Linked DNA regions of Sus scrofa: region 1 is linked to region 2. Evidence: chromatin contacts called from public Hi-C data. All regions are on one chromosome and are shown on one strand. Each heading gives the region's core, a stretch centred on a gene start, on an enhancer-like site or on the middle of the called end of the contact. The rest is flanking DNA. Distances are from core to core; before and after follow the strand shown.

Region 1 (3,036 bases), core at 455-2,954, 130 kb after region 2:
GCCGTGAGCTGTGGTGTAGGTTGCAGATGCGGCTCGGATCCCGCGTTGCTGTGGCTCTGGTGTAGGCAGGTGGCTACAGCTCTGATTCAACCCCTAGCCTGGGAACCTCCATATGCCGCAGGAGCGGCTCAAAGAAATAGCAAAAAGACAAAAAAAAAAAAAAAAAAAAAAAAAAAAGATCCAGCGTTGCCACAAGCTGTGCTGTAGGTTTCAGATTCAGCTTTAATCTGGTGTTGCTGCTGCTGTGGTGTAGGCTGGCAGCTACAGCACTGACTCAATCCCTAGCCCAGGAACTTCCATATGCTGCAGGTGTGGATGTAAAAATAAACAAATAAATAAAAACAACATTAGTTTAAAAAAACACATGATCATCTCTCTCTCTCTCTCTTTTTTTTTTTTTTTTTTTTTGGTCTTTTTAGGACTGCACCTGAGGCATATGGAGGTTCCCAGGCTAGGGGTCAAATTGGAGCTGTAGCTGCCAGCCTACACCACAGTCACAGCAATGCTGGGTCCTCAACCCACTAAGCGAGGCCAGGGATTGAACCTCTGTCCTCATGGATACTTGTCAGGTTCATTAACTGCTGAGCCAGGACAGGAACGCCAACACTGAAATTCTTTGTCATTGTTTTTCTGGTTGTTTTAAATAGTCTTCCCTGCTAGAGTTCCAGCTCCTAAAAGAGGCTAAAGATGATGAATGATAATAATAATAGTGAAGGATGAGTTATCCAATGGAGTTCATCAGGAAAAAGTTAATTGGAAGACCCAGAGTTTTGAACTGATTGTTTAGTGGAGGAAGGGAAGAGATGCAGAGCCAACTGATGTGTGTGTTCGGGAAAAGAGTACTCATCCAATATAAGGCATTAAAAACTGTGCAATATTCAAGTGAGTGAGTTTTCCTAATTCTTCCCATCATCACTCACAATCTTCTACCCCACCCCTCTACCCTCTACCCCCAACCAGAAGATCCTCTGCCTCGCTCAAACAATTCAACTGATGAGAGGAGCAAGGCTGGACCGCAGAGAGAGTTGTTAGTCGCCACAGTACTCATGCCAGTACCCCCGGAAAACTGTATTTTAACAGAATTCCTTGAAAGGCTACACCCTTTTTTCTTAGTAACCCAAACCGCAAGTTTCCAAGTAAGTTCTTTTTCTTTTTCTTTTTTTTTCTTTTTTTTTTTGTCTTTTTAGGGCCGCACCCAGGCATACAGAAGTTCCCAGGCTAGGGGTCAAATCTGAGCTGTAGCTGCTGGCCTACGCCACAGCCACATCATTGCCAGACTCCAGCAGTGTCTGCGACCTACACAACAGTTCACTGCAACGCTGGATCCCTAACCCACTGAGCCAGGCCAGGGATGGAACTTGCGTCCTCATGGATGCTAGTCAGATTCCAGATTCGTTTCCCCTGAGCCACCAAGGTAACCCCCCCACTAAGTTCTTTTTGTTGTCTAACCTATTTCTCTCTTCTGGAAATTTAAACTTTTTCCCAGCTCTGAAGATAAAGGGAAAGAGAAGGAGACGGGGGCGCTGGCCTTCACTGAAGGGGCTGGACTTCACCGTAGGGGCAACCAGCAGCTGACCAGAAGGGGGAAAAAAAACGAAAAAAAAAAAGAGAGAGAAAACCCGCGCCCCCAAGAGGCCTTAACTCCCACGGCATTGGGACACCGCCAGCCGGCGTCACGTGACGACGCACCGCGGCGGGTAAACTACAACTCCCAGCGTGCCGCGCGGCCCGCCGGCGTTACGCAGCTCTCGCTGATTGGTCGCTGGGAATATTTGAAAGGAGGGGCTGGCGCGGAAAACGAAGGGTACATTTTGGATCCTTACCGAGTTCTCTGTGTAGTGGGTAAGTCCTGCTTCTGGGAAGGAGGACGGTCTCTGAGACCCGAAGGCCTGAAGGCCTCATGAGCGTGTGTATGCGCTGAGGTGAGTGGGGTCCCAGCGCTGACTTGAGGAAGAGGCCGGGCGTCAGGAGGGTCGGGAGCCCGCCGCAAGTCCTGGTGGGCGCTGAAGAGCTGGGTGGAGGCCTCCGGTGTGGGCCGTAGGTTGGTGGGAAGGGTAGTGAGGCTGGGGACCGGCCAGGAGGAAGGAAGAGAGGAAGCGTCGGTTTATAACGGGAGCCTGGAGTCCTGGCATGGGCTTTTTTTCCGGTAGGATTTCTGAGGGGATTCTTTGCGCCCCCGCCCGCCCCGCCGCCGCCTTCCGAGGCCTTCGAGCCCTTCTCCCGCCCTTCATTTACCTCCTTTACAAATCTTCTCAGCCTTCCTTAATCCGTTTCCTTTCTCCTAGCCCCCTCGGCACCATGAGGAGCTTCAAAGGAGTCAACTTTGGGACTTTGCTAAGCAGTCCAAAGGAGGCTGAAGAGTTGCTGCCTGACTTGAAGGTGGGCGTGCTGGCTGGCTGTGGGTACATACACCTGGCTTCCCAAGCTGCGCTGTTTGTTTTTTAACTGGTTTGAAAAGACGGATGAATAGGAGATCCTCTTCTGAGCAATCCCATTTCTAGTTCCCTTCCCTATTCTTTTTCTCCTTTGGTAGCCCCATTCACATCTTCCTCTTCTCCTAGGAGTTCCTGTCCAAGCTTCCAGTTGGTTCTCCCAGCTGTCGGTCTGATGCGGAGAGGAGACAGACTTGTGATGCTGTCCTGAGGGCTTGCAACCAGCAACTGACTGTCAGGCTGGCTTGCCCTGAGCACCTAGGGAGCCTGCTGGAGCTGGCAGAGCTGGCTTGCGATGGCTACTTGAGGTCTACCCCCCAGCGCCCACCCCTCTATCTGGAACGAATTCTTTTCATCTTTCTGCGAAATGTTGCCGCACAGGGAATCCCAGAGGCCACACTCCGGCTTGCTCAGCCCCTCCATGCCTGCATGGTGCAGTGCTCTCGCCAAGCTGCTCCTCAGGACTATGAAGCTGTGGCTCGGGGTAGCTTTTCTCTGCTTTGGAAGGGGGCAGAAGCCCTGGTGGAGCCGCGAGTGGCGTTCTCAGCTCGGCTGAAGGCCTTGAGCTTTCTAGTACTCTTGGAGGATGAAAGCACCCCTTGCG
Region 2 (3,437 bases), core at 506-3,005:
GCGTTGCCACAAGCTTTGGCATAGATCCCAGATGCATCACGTCTGGCATGGCTGTGGCTGTGGCTTAAGCTGGTGTCTATGGCTCCAATTAGACCCCTAGTATGGGAATCTCCATGTGCCCGAGTGGGGCCCTAAAAAGACCCCCGCCCCCCAAAAAAAGCCACACGGAGATCCTGCAGGGAGCATGACCATCTCTTCCCCATCCCAACTTCCCACAGCCCTTTGTGGGAGCAACAAGTGGGAGCAGGGAGAAAAGCCCTAGCCAGAAGCATGCGCAGGGCACAATCAATTGTGATAAGGAGGAGGGCCAGGATGGCGCTTGCCACCCTGGGGTCAGAGCTCCGAGCAGGAGGTCCCAGCGCCCCCTCCTCCCTGCCTGCCCAATCTGCTTCCCAGTCTCAGTGGAAGACGCTGCTTCCCAAAGGCCTGTCCTAAATTCCCAGGGTAGCCCGGGGGGCGGGGACGGGGCTGGGAGTGAAGTTCTTTTTGTTCTGTATTTACCTAAAAGTTCAGGAAGCCCTTGCTGACATGCTTGCTTGGGGGCCCAGAATTTAAACTTAGTCATTGCCCAGAGCCCTTGTTTTAGGAAAGAATGAGATGGCCGCTGTTGCGTAACCCAGGCCTGCGGGGGGATGTGGGCTGCCCAAGGAAACCTTCCTTCCTCCTCCCTCTAGGAACGAAGGCTCCGCAAGGAGGGCTGGGGTGGGCGGGGCACCGCCTGGAGCTGGGCGGGGCGGGGTGGGGGCGGTGGGGTAGACGGACCCCGGGAGAGAGAGCCCCGGGAGCGGGCAGACAGGAACGCACAGGCCAGTCCCCGTCCCACGTGCCTCCTGGGCACAACACAGCCTCAATAGTCCAGAAAACCCAACCGGTGATACCGGGTGAGGGCGGGGGGCGGGGGCAGATTCGAGGAAAGGAGAGGAACCGAGGGGCGGGCTGACCTGGATGAAGGACGGGGTGGGGTGAGGGCTGCTCTCTGGCCGCTGTCCCTAAGAGCCCCCAGAGGATGGGTTCTTCTAAATCCCTCCCCCTATACTCCGTGTCCCTACCTCCCAAAGGTTCAGCCAGTTCTGCTGCACACTAGGGGGCGGGGGCGGGGAGGGGGCTGCAATCCTTCCAGGCTTCCCCCGCCCCACCACCAGGCTGGGATTTCCGACAGTTCATTCAAGACGTGCCTCCCCCTCCATCCCCCCACGCCACCCTTTGCTTCCCCCGACCCCTTCCAGCATCTTACCCCAGTCTGGTCCCCAACACCCGCCTCCCCCTCAGTCACCTCTCTGGGAGACCTTCCCTAGCCCCTCCCTCCGCTTTGCTCTTCCTCTCCTCTCCCTCGGTTTACTTTCTCCCATCAGCAGTTGGTTCTCCCAAGAGTCCTTTCTCCATCATCTGCGCCTCTTTCTTTCCTTTCGCCCACGTCCCTCTCATGACCCCCCCACACCATGGCTTCTCCGTCCACTTAAATCCGTCACCTTCTCACTCCCCACCGGAATCCCCAGTGTCTCCTTCAGCCTCGACACACAGACCACTCGAAACGGGTTTCAGGTTTTCCCCTTCATCCCAACTCCCATCCTCTTCTTCCACCCCTCCCCACGCTCCAGTGCCGCCAGCCAGCTGTCCAGCTCCCAAATTCCGGGCGAGATTCCCGGGAACAAAGCAAGAAAAATCAGCGTAATTTGGGAAATAAACAGAAGCTGGGAAGGGAGGAGGTAGAGAAGAGTGGGGAGGACCCAGGTGGAGGGGGGGCCTCTCCAGTCCCACCCAGTTTAGGGAATGCCCCTGCCTTCTCCACCCCCCCTTCACCTGGCTCTTAAAGGGCCCGGCCCCCGCCGGCGGCTACTTAAGGCAGAGGGGCGGCGGCGGGCAGCAGCTGCGCTTCGGCTGCTCTGGGAAGAGTGGAAGGGGCAAAAATCCCGATCATGATCCCCCACAGGCTGCTGCCGCCACTGCTGCTAACTCTGTTGCTCGCTGCCCGCCCAGGAGGCGCCCTGGCACAGTGCCCGGGCTGTGGGCAGGGGGTGCAGACGGGTTGTCCAGGGGGCTGCGCGGAGGAGGAGGACGGGGGACCGCCAACGGAGGGCTGTGCGGAAGCTGGGGGCTGTCTCAGGAGGGAAGGGCAGCAGTGCGGGGTCTACACTCCTAACTGCGCTCCAGGACTGCAGTGCCAGCCGCCGGAGGAAGATCAGGCGCCTTTGCGGGCGCTGCTGCTGGGCCGGGGCCGCTGTCGCCGGGCTCGCACGCCCTCGGGTGAGTCCGCGCCCCGCCCCTGCCCCGCCCACGTGAGACCCGCAGATCTGCAGACAGGGTCCTGGAGGGATGCACGACGGCACTACTGCAAGCCTCAGTGTCTTGCAAGTCTGCAGAATGATGCTTCCTCCTCCAATCCTGGAGCGCACATTTTTCCGGGAGAAGCTAGAGGTCTAGGGTGCGGCCAGGGGCCCTGCGGATAAAGCAGGGAGGTGTCAGCCACCAATGCTTTTTTTGTCCCCTCTATTGTCTCTTGAGGAGAAAGGTTTAGGGACATACCACAGCGGCCCAGCTCCTTCAGCCCTAGACCTCCAAGCTGGAGAAAGGACCCCGATATTGTTTCCAGGTTCCACTTAGAGAAAGAGGGAAGATAACTCCAGGCTCCCAAATCCTGCACACACTGAAAGATATCTCCTCTTAATATCAGAGGGGCCAAAGCACCTGGACATGGGATAGAGAATAGAAGATGGCTCAAATCCAGAGTTGTTTCAGACTAGACTAGGGACAGAGGGCAGGGGCTGGGGACCCCTACAGGGAGGGGGCGGAAGGGGGGAGGCTAGGATAGAGGTGGGAAAAGAAGGAATCTGCCAGATCCAGAGTTATGATTTAAAGCTTCTCATAACCCTCCACCCATCCCACCCCACCCTAACCCAGACAGGAGAATAGAAGGCTGAGTCATTGGGTGGGTGGGACAGAAGTGAGTCAGAACCTGAAAGATGGGGGGAAGCAGGGAGTTGGGGAGAGCAGGAAATGAGAATGGCCCCCACCCCAGGGGCATCTGGGGTTTCTTTGAAGGGAAAGGATGGCAAATCAACTTGATTTTTCTTTCATTCCGAAAGGCTTGGGTCCAGGCTGCTAGGGGTCCTCCTAGAAAGGGTTGATCTGGGTGGGTCAAAGGAGGGACCCGGAGCATGGTCACAGTAGGATGCTGAATAGAGGGAATGAGGGACAAAGTCTGAGGAGTGTGGAGGATGAGGGGTCAGACTCAGGATTTGCAGCAGAAGTGGTTCTTGGGTTTGGAGGAGTAGGGGGAGCAACTGTCCAGGTTTGAGGGTCGGCGACTGAGCAGAGCTTGTCTTTGGACCTGGAGAGGGAAAGTCGGTCACTTCAGGGCTCATACGATCTCATTTTACAGCTGGGGCAAATTCCAAGCCGTGCCTGCTCTTCTCCCTGTCTTTTCTTCATCCTACTCC

What was found. Hi-C and Micro-C count contacts between places; a contact is called where the count stands out from the background.
Region 1: a contact with region 2 is called in a Hi-C map of epiblast stem cells, with 7 times the contacts expected there. The contact joins the promoter of ESPL1 here to the promoter of IGFBP6 in region 2. A contact is called at or near these places in 1 of 47 Hi-C or Micro-C datasets (epiblast stem cells) and 1 of 2 datasets of contacts at active chromatin or transcription factors (alveolar macrophages).

What each region holds. Positions count from the first base shown.
Region 1 is chr5:18,485,265-18,488,300 of Sscrofa11.1, forward strand. It overlaps ESPL1 (separin), which reads left to right and starts at 1,705. Exons shown (of 32, transcript XM_013986230.2): 1 at 1,705-1,922; 2 at 2,286-2,379; 3 at 2,562-3,036. The coding sequence starts at 2,299.
Region 2 is chr5:18,351,536-18,354,972 of Sscrofa11.1, forward strand. It overlaps IGFBP6 (insulin like growth factor binding protein 6), which reads left to right and starts at 1,756. Exons shown (of 4, transcript NM_001100190.1): 1 at 1,756-2,244. The coding sequence starts at 1,917.